2 separate regions of the Gossypium arboreum genome follow, and region 1 is linked to region 2. Evidence: chromatin contacts called from public Hi-C data. All regions are on one chromosome and are shown on one strand. The core of a region is the stretch at or near the end of the contact, and the rest is flanking DNA. Distances in the headings are between cores, read along the strand shown. Region 1 holds the start of LOC108487131. Region 2 holds the start of LOC108487562 (U-box domain-containing protein 16-like).

Region 1 (3,972 bases), core at 607-3,106, 160 kb after region 2:
TTTTTGTTTTTTTTTTCTTTCTTTTAAAGATAGCCACAAACATCAAGTTGACTTGAATATTCAATAAGCCACCACCATTTAACTGAGCTAGACAAGTACCTGCTGCTCAAAAGAAGGAATACGAGAGCAACTCTTGTGAAGCACCTCAACTATCTCAGTCTGGGTCTTGTTTTGTGAAAGGAAATTAATTGCCTCAGTAGCAAATTCCTCACACACTGTGCACACATTGTCCTTCCAAACAATGTTTTCTACTACTTCCTCATCTTGCCCCTGGTTTGTCTGCACAACTGAACCAGGATTCTGTTTGATTACACTTGATTGTTTTCTCACTTCCATTGTACAATCTCAAGTTAAAAAGTTATACAGTTTGCAAATCTATTTCTTATTGGAGAAAGGCATGTATCTGCACATCTTCAATGAGCAATCATTTAGGGATCTCATTAACATCAGTAAACACTTCTTGGCAAAAGTATCAAAATTTCAAGCGTCTGTTAAATATAGATAGTAACTCATGATGCAATAAGCAAGGGATATATCAACCTGAATTTTTGGCAATAAGTGATCTAAGCTCAGCCCAAGATGATCTTGAAAGGCCAAAAATAAAAATGTTCAGAACCTATAAAAGCCGGTCTATAACCAAATCCCAAACTTATCCCAGGACCTCCAATTGCAAGCCCTACCTCAAATTTCCAACATAGTTCAAAATTTAGCTGGTAATTATTAATAGTTAATTTAATTCACACATTTTCACAAGCAAGTAAACTTAAGGGACCTTGGAACATATTCACCAATAAATTTAGTTCAACCATCATTAAGCTGCAACTTCATCTGAATATGGATTATTAAACCATTAAGGGAGTAACGTTCTGCATCATCTTTCAGGTATTATTACAATTAAACAAGCGAACTTAAGAAGCCTCTCTTAGGACTGGGAAAAGGAAAAGAGAATCTTGTAGATACCGTAAAGAGACGATAACATCAACAATGATTACCAAAACTCTTAACAGAATTACCTGATGCACCAGAGAGTACTACCGGAGCGGCTTCTAGTTGTCTAGCATCGCAAACCCAGCTTGCACTCAATACAAAGAGGAATAAGAGCCCAAGTCTCACATCCATAATGCCTGGAGTTATTCATTAAATAGCATGAGAATCACATAATTCAAACAAATAGTACTTGATGAAAAAGTAAATGTCTTTTACATGAACATATCCAAAGGTAAAAGATCCTATGACAACAATAAACAAAATTTTAAACTAATACACATATCACCTGAAAGGTGCGACCATAGTCTGAAAAGTGATAGAACCCAATACAAACAATAATATTATCCTTAATTACTAGCTATATCTCAAATTTCACCTATCAGTTAACTTTTTGACTGGGCTTCATACAACCCAGATACCAAAAGACCGGTAGTAGCTCCAGAATAAGCGAAAGTATAGCAGCAGCAACAATTCAAAAGCAGATTATTCCAAAACCCAATACTTACAACAATTCATATTCTTTGTGTTTCAATACTTGAAACTAAACCACAACATGTAGGATGAAAGAGAAACCAAAGCTTTCAAGTTTCAACAAAGAAGTACTATAAGAAAATCCCATCAAAGATTTTGCACAAAATTAAACAATGGAGAGGAAAAACAGATGAGATATAATGAAAATAGAAACAAAAAAGGATGGAAGAGAAGAGTTGTACCTTTGGAAAGCATAGCCAGCGCCAGAGGGAGATATTATTATTAATTCCCTGTGAGTGTCGGATTGGGCAAAGGCGTGGAATTGTCGTTGGCGCTGCCCCTTTTAAACTCATCTACCATCTCACCATTATCACCATATTTATTTCTAAATTTTGGTTAAAATATGCTACAAATTACTATCTTCTTTCTATTATTAGAACTTAATATTTTTTTTCAGTTATTTAAATTTCTTTATCCTTTGAATTTTAAAATTTAAATTTAATTATTAATAGCATTAAATATTTTTAAAGTTGACGTGTAACATTTTAAAATAAAAAGATATTCATAAATGTCGTAATCAATTTGAATTGAATATAATAATTTTAACGAATTAATTTAACTTAGCATAGAAGATTTAATTTCAATTTATCAAAAGAAATTTGAGTTTTTATATAATTATTAAATATAGACTATTTGAATAAAGATAATTCAATAACATAAATTAAAATTTTAAATTTTAGAAAGAGATTAATTTCAATATTATACTAATAAATCGATTGAAACTTCAATATTGAATAAAATTTACAACTTTCAGGCAAAGGAGTAAGCAAGTATAATTTCAAATTTTTAAGGCATTATTTTAATTTCTATTGTTTTTTATTTTAATCCTTAATTTTATTTTTCTAGATCCATACTTAAAAAAGATTTTTTAATGACCAAAATGAAAACAACCAAGAAGTTGGCTGGCCAAAATGAAACTATAAACATGATGTGATGTTTACAATTTATTGGTGTTAAAAATTTAACGTCTGGGTGATTAAAATGAAAGCTATCTCTGATGATGTAGATAAATTTGAAAGAATATTTTTTTGTATAATCAAAATAAAAACGCCTTAAAAATTGGATGACCAACTTAGTAATCTACCTTTTTATATAATAGAGGTGGAGAACATTTCTTTTCTTGTTTTAAGAAAATATTTATATATTTAGTACTTGACTTGACTCATCGAGACGAAAACAAACTTGGATTGTATGATGTCCTGATATGATAATCTTAAAATGATAAAATTTTTTACAATATTTGATGTATTATTAAATGTTATCTAATTTAGATTCATAATAAACACAACTTCACATATAATATCTGCAACACGTTCCCAATTAAATTCGAGAGTTACAACTTCAATATATCAAAATATTTGGTTCATTGAAACCATGTTCATAAACATATTTTACAGTGGTTGTTGGTACCATATCGTTACCAATTGTATCGATTAATGTGTTCTATTTCAGTTTTAAATTGATACCAAGTAGTTCGTATTCCATTTTAGTTAAAATATTGTTGGGTTTTGACCATTTTGGTGTATTTGATATGTTCTGATCAATACTAACTTATATCAGAGCACAGGGCGTACCTAGGGGGACTGGTAGAGTCCTTGACTCTTTTAAAATAGAAAATTTTTCATTTAAACTCTTAAATTTTTTTTTAAATTAGTAATGGTAAAATTGTACTTTGTCCCCTAAAATAATAAAAATTTGATTTAATACTTTAAAAATTATAAATATATATGCTACTAAAATGGTGCAATTGTATTTTTACTATCATAAAAATTACAATTTAATTTTGATCTCCCCTAAAATAATTTTTTCTTTGTTTTGCCAAAGGCATCTATCAAGATTGGTTGGTACAAAATTTTAATATTTTAAAATTTCTTTTATCTTAAGCATTTTTTCTACAATTACATTTAAAATTAACAATTATTAAATTATATTATTGAACATAATTAATGATTTTAAAACTTATATTTACATATAAATATATTTGTAAGGATTAATTGAGATATATTTGGATGTATATATAATATATAACTTTTTTGACTAAACAAGGGTTGGAGATATTTTATTGGAAACAAAACTAATAAATGTTCTGGTAACATCAATAGAAAACTAATCAAATCAACAAACATAAAGGAAACTTAAACGACAGCTAAAAGAAACCCAAAAACCACAACTAATTAAAACAAATAAAATTAAAATCCCCATCCATTATAGTGTCTGTCTCCAGCTTTGTCATTTGCCCAACGTCTCTTCCTCTTCATTTTCACTGGAGAAAGCCTGAAAGATTTTATTTGGGACGCTCTCAACGCCCCTTTTCCATTTCCCTTTTCATCGTTTCAATCCAGTTCTCGTGGGCGCTCCAGTAGCCATTGACGATTGGCGTAGCCGGGGACCTCTCCACGCAGGTAAATCATCTTCATTTCCTTCAAGCTTGTTGTCGCAGTGATGTGGGCTCAG
Region 2 (3,860 bases), core at 201-2,700:
GCCCGAACCTAAATATCTGACAAGGACCGGAATTGCGCCAGCTTCAGCGATGCAGGCTCGGCTGTCGGAGTCAGTTTTAGCCAGGGCTCGAAGCTCATAAGTGACGGCGTTAGCTGCCTCCATGGATGGAGAAACCGAAAGTTTGTTGACCAAAAAGTACACCGTCATTTTCGTAGCTTCAAAGGCGGCTTTGGTGGCTTTGACGCCGCTAACTTTCTCGTTACTTCCCACGGTTTCAAATGGGACTCTCTGTTGGCGGCACCACATGGCTAGAAGATTCCTCAAAGCGCGGTTAGGGATTAGATTGGTGTGGGCCAGGGTCTGACCAGTCTTTGGACACGTGTTGTGTCCAGATTCAATCCACTGATTAATCGATTCCCGATCGTACGTCTGTCCAGAGGCAACGACAACTGGGTCCCGCATTAACTCTAAGCTTATCGGGCACCGAAAGTCCGCCGGAACAGCAATATCCGACAATGAATTCCGCCGGCGATGGTCTGGTTCCAGTTGCGTCGTTGAAGATCCAAATAGAACACATTTAGCATAACGAAGGAGACCGATCAAAGAAGCAATATCTAATTTGGACTTTTCATCGATTTGGTTCTGGATTTCATCTTGGAGACACTCGATTTCTTCTCTACAACTTGATTGGTCGCGTAACCCTAAATTATCCAGAATCTGTTTAAGCTTTAAGTGATGAGGGACGATCTCTTTCTTAATCTGATGGAGCAAAGCTAGAACATCTCGCCTGAGAGAATCGTCTCTGGGATCTACCGATGGTTTAGATTGGGAGCAGTGTTTTCTTACCAAAACGAAAAGCTCCTCCACGTCTTGACTCAAATCCAATTCATTGACAGGGAAGATATCGAGGAGAGTGGACAATTCGAGGGTGAGCTCGTGGAAACTGTTGGCCAATGGTTGGATTCGCATGAGCAACCACATCTTGCTTCCGTTGCAACAGTCTTCCATTAAAGTCTTTATTCTCTGGAAAACTATGTACATTTCTTCGAAGCAGAGGAGGATCGAAGGAGAGAAGGAGGTGGAAACTGGGTTGCGAAGAAGCTCCTCGAATACGATAGCGAGAAGCTTCGACTTGTTTATGGTGGAAAGGGACTTTTGTATCAGGAGACATTGAAGAGGTTTGAGGGCGGAGATTTCTTGAGACAAAGAAAGAAGAGACTTTACCAGGTTCAAGTCTGCAAATTTCGGAGATATGGAGGAGCCCGTAGACGGCCAACGCTTTCTTGGCGGGAAAACCCGAGGAGAAACGGCCATGAAACACAAATTAATAACTCTTACAAAAGAATTTCTGCAACACAGATATCTAAGCTAATGGAATGTGAAATTTGGTAGCCTTTTTTTTGGCTTTGAATTGAAGAAGAAGATATAGCAGTAGTTGATTACAGATAGAACAAGTTGGCCCGTTGCATTTCACGCCCCCTTTTCATTTTTTAAATGATAATAATCTATTTTTATACTTATTATAAACTCTATGATTAATTTAATTAAGTTTAATTCCAAACCACAAAAAGTTAGCTTTAAAATTACAATTACTTTAATTTTTGTAAAAAAAAAGTTTGAAATTTGTGATGATATATAAATTTAACTAATTTATACTTAATATATGCATTTTTATTTTCACTGAATTTAAATCTATATATTAAAATTAATATAATACAAAAATAAAAAATAATTCTCCTTTTAAAAACACTTTTTTCTTTCAAAACAACCCTCTTCCCTTTTCATGCCACATTAACTAAAATTTATCGATAAAATTCTTATTGGTGAAACTACCTAATTTAAATAATTATCTATTGAATAACTTATATTCAAATCATCTTAAAAAATATAATTTTAGACCTCATTAAAATATTGTCACATCATTCATTTTAAATATATCAAAAATATTATCATACGCACATCTATATATAATATCTTTTCTAATTTAAGTTTTATTTAATAAATTATTGAAAATTAATTAATTTTTGCACATATTTGATAATCTAAAATTAAAGCAATATGATAATTTTTTCTATAAAAAGTATAGAAAATAATAAATAAATAAGAGTTACTTAGAACTTAAAGGAGAATATTTTCAATTATTTCAATTTATTTTATTTTAATGTTATATTATTCTACAAAAACTTTACGTTCAAAATTTTAATTTTGTTCAGAATAAGGATAAATGCTTAAAATTAAAGATAAAATTCATAATATAATTTTTATAATTTAAAATTTATATTTACCAATCACTCTAATTATATCACTAATCAATTTTAAATAATATATGAAAGAAAACTTTTCAGCATTTAATTTTTTAGTTTATCAGACTTTAATTAAAATACTTAAACTAATTAATTATTTAAGTAATAAAAACATATTTTCTTCTTTTTACAATTTTTAATTTTCTTTTCAAAAATTAATTTTATTTTTATTTTTATGCAATCAATTTTTTAAAAATAATAGTTTTTAGGCAGTTGATTTTTTTCATTTTAAATTGTTTCTATTTCATTTTTAAAATTTTTAATCAAATAACAAAATTTGATAATACAATTAGTGGTCACTATAATTTTTCAATTTTCTACAAAATTTTTTAGTTTTTTTATTTTTAATTTTTGGTTCATATTTCTCTATTTTCTTTTATTTTTAATTACTTATTTCAAGTTTTTAAAATGTTTTCTTATGATTTTTTCTCAATTTTAATTTTTTATATAATTTAATTAAAATTAAATTAAGTTAAGAGAAAATATCATATATAAATTAAATGCAACTATAATATTACTTATATATATATATTTAAAATTTAATAATATGAAACTATTTTATTAATATTTAAGATGATATTAAATTAAATTATTTTATTATTAGATATATATTGGAAACAGAACATTTTAATTGTCGTGTTGCATGGTTTTAGTGTATGAAAAGAAAAATGTATTAGATTGGGAAGGCCGTTTACCAGGTCAGAGAATAAGTATTATAATCAACTTGCCTTTGACAACATTGCCGGCTGGCTCCCTTTTCTGATTTTTCAGCTCATTACAATGGAGTGATAAATTTGTTTTAATTATATTACTAATAGAAATGAGAGTGAAGAATATGGAAGAAAGATAAGTGTTGAATTGAGTGTACCAGCAGCCGGCAGGTAGGCCACATCACACTTTTAATATACATTCATAATATAAATTTTTAATGGAGTTAATAAATAGAGATAAAAGATGGAAAAATAGTACCTCTTTTAATAATATTGTTTTTAGCATTTCAATCTCGTTTTCGTTTTAATAATTATTGTTAATACAATACAAAACCTAAGCCAGATGCATATTGTGAGGAACGGTTGGTAAAGTTTGTTGTGGACTTGTTCCAAACCTCATCATATATCCACTTTTTTCCAAATTTAAAAAACTATTGTATGCATTATTTCTGCTTTCCTCTTAGACTTTACATTACACATCCAGCTTTGATCCAACACACTTTTTTGCTTTTTATTTTCCCTTTTTTTTCTTATATGAACTCAGCTCCGCTGTATAGATGATAAACTGTAAAGTAAACATATGATGTCAGGCTGGCATTTCAAGTTCAGGCTCAGAATTCTAGAGCATTAATCAAATTCAATTATGCAACTGAAAGACCTGCGTATACCTAAACAAGATGGAGTACTGGGAATCTCAAAGATTGATCCGATGAATGAAACTCCCCTGCCATAATGGCAGATTAGGGACACACTGTGTCGTATTAAAAGCTAAATACCACAAAGGTAGAGATTTTTAGTATGCAATTAAAGCACCCTCAGACTCATGGATTTGGAAAGATATTTTGAGTAGAAGATATTGGTAATGTAAATGGTCATTATTAGTGGG

The links. A called contact is a pair of places that touch in the nucleus more often than the background predicts.
Region 1: a contact with region 2 is called in a Hi-C map of leaf, with 4 times the contacts expected there. The contact joins the promoter of LOC108487131 here to the promoter of LOC108487562 in region 2. A contact is called at or near these places in 2 of 5 Hi-C or Micro-C datasets (both in leaf).

Annotation. Positions count from the first base shown.
Region 1 is chr10:31,212,550-31,216,521 of ASM2569848v2, forward strand. LOC108487131 reads right to left here and starts at 1,857. Exons shown (of 6, transcript XM_017791380.2): 1 at 1,701-1,857; 2 at 1,014-1,124; 3 at 100-287. The coding sequence starts at 1,713.
Region 2 is chr10:31,048,171-31,052,030 of ASM2569848v2, forward strand. It overlaps LOC108487562 (U-box domain-containing protein 16-like), which reads right to left and starts at 1,451. Exons shown (of 1, transcript XM_017791936.2): 1 at 1-1,451. The coding sequence starts at 1,275.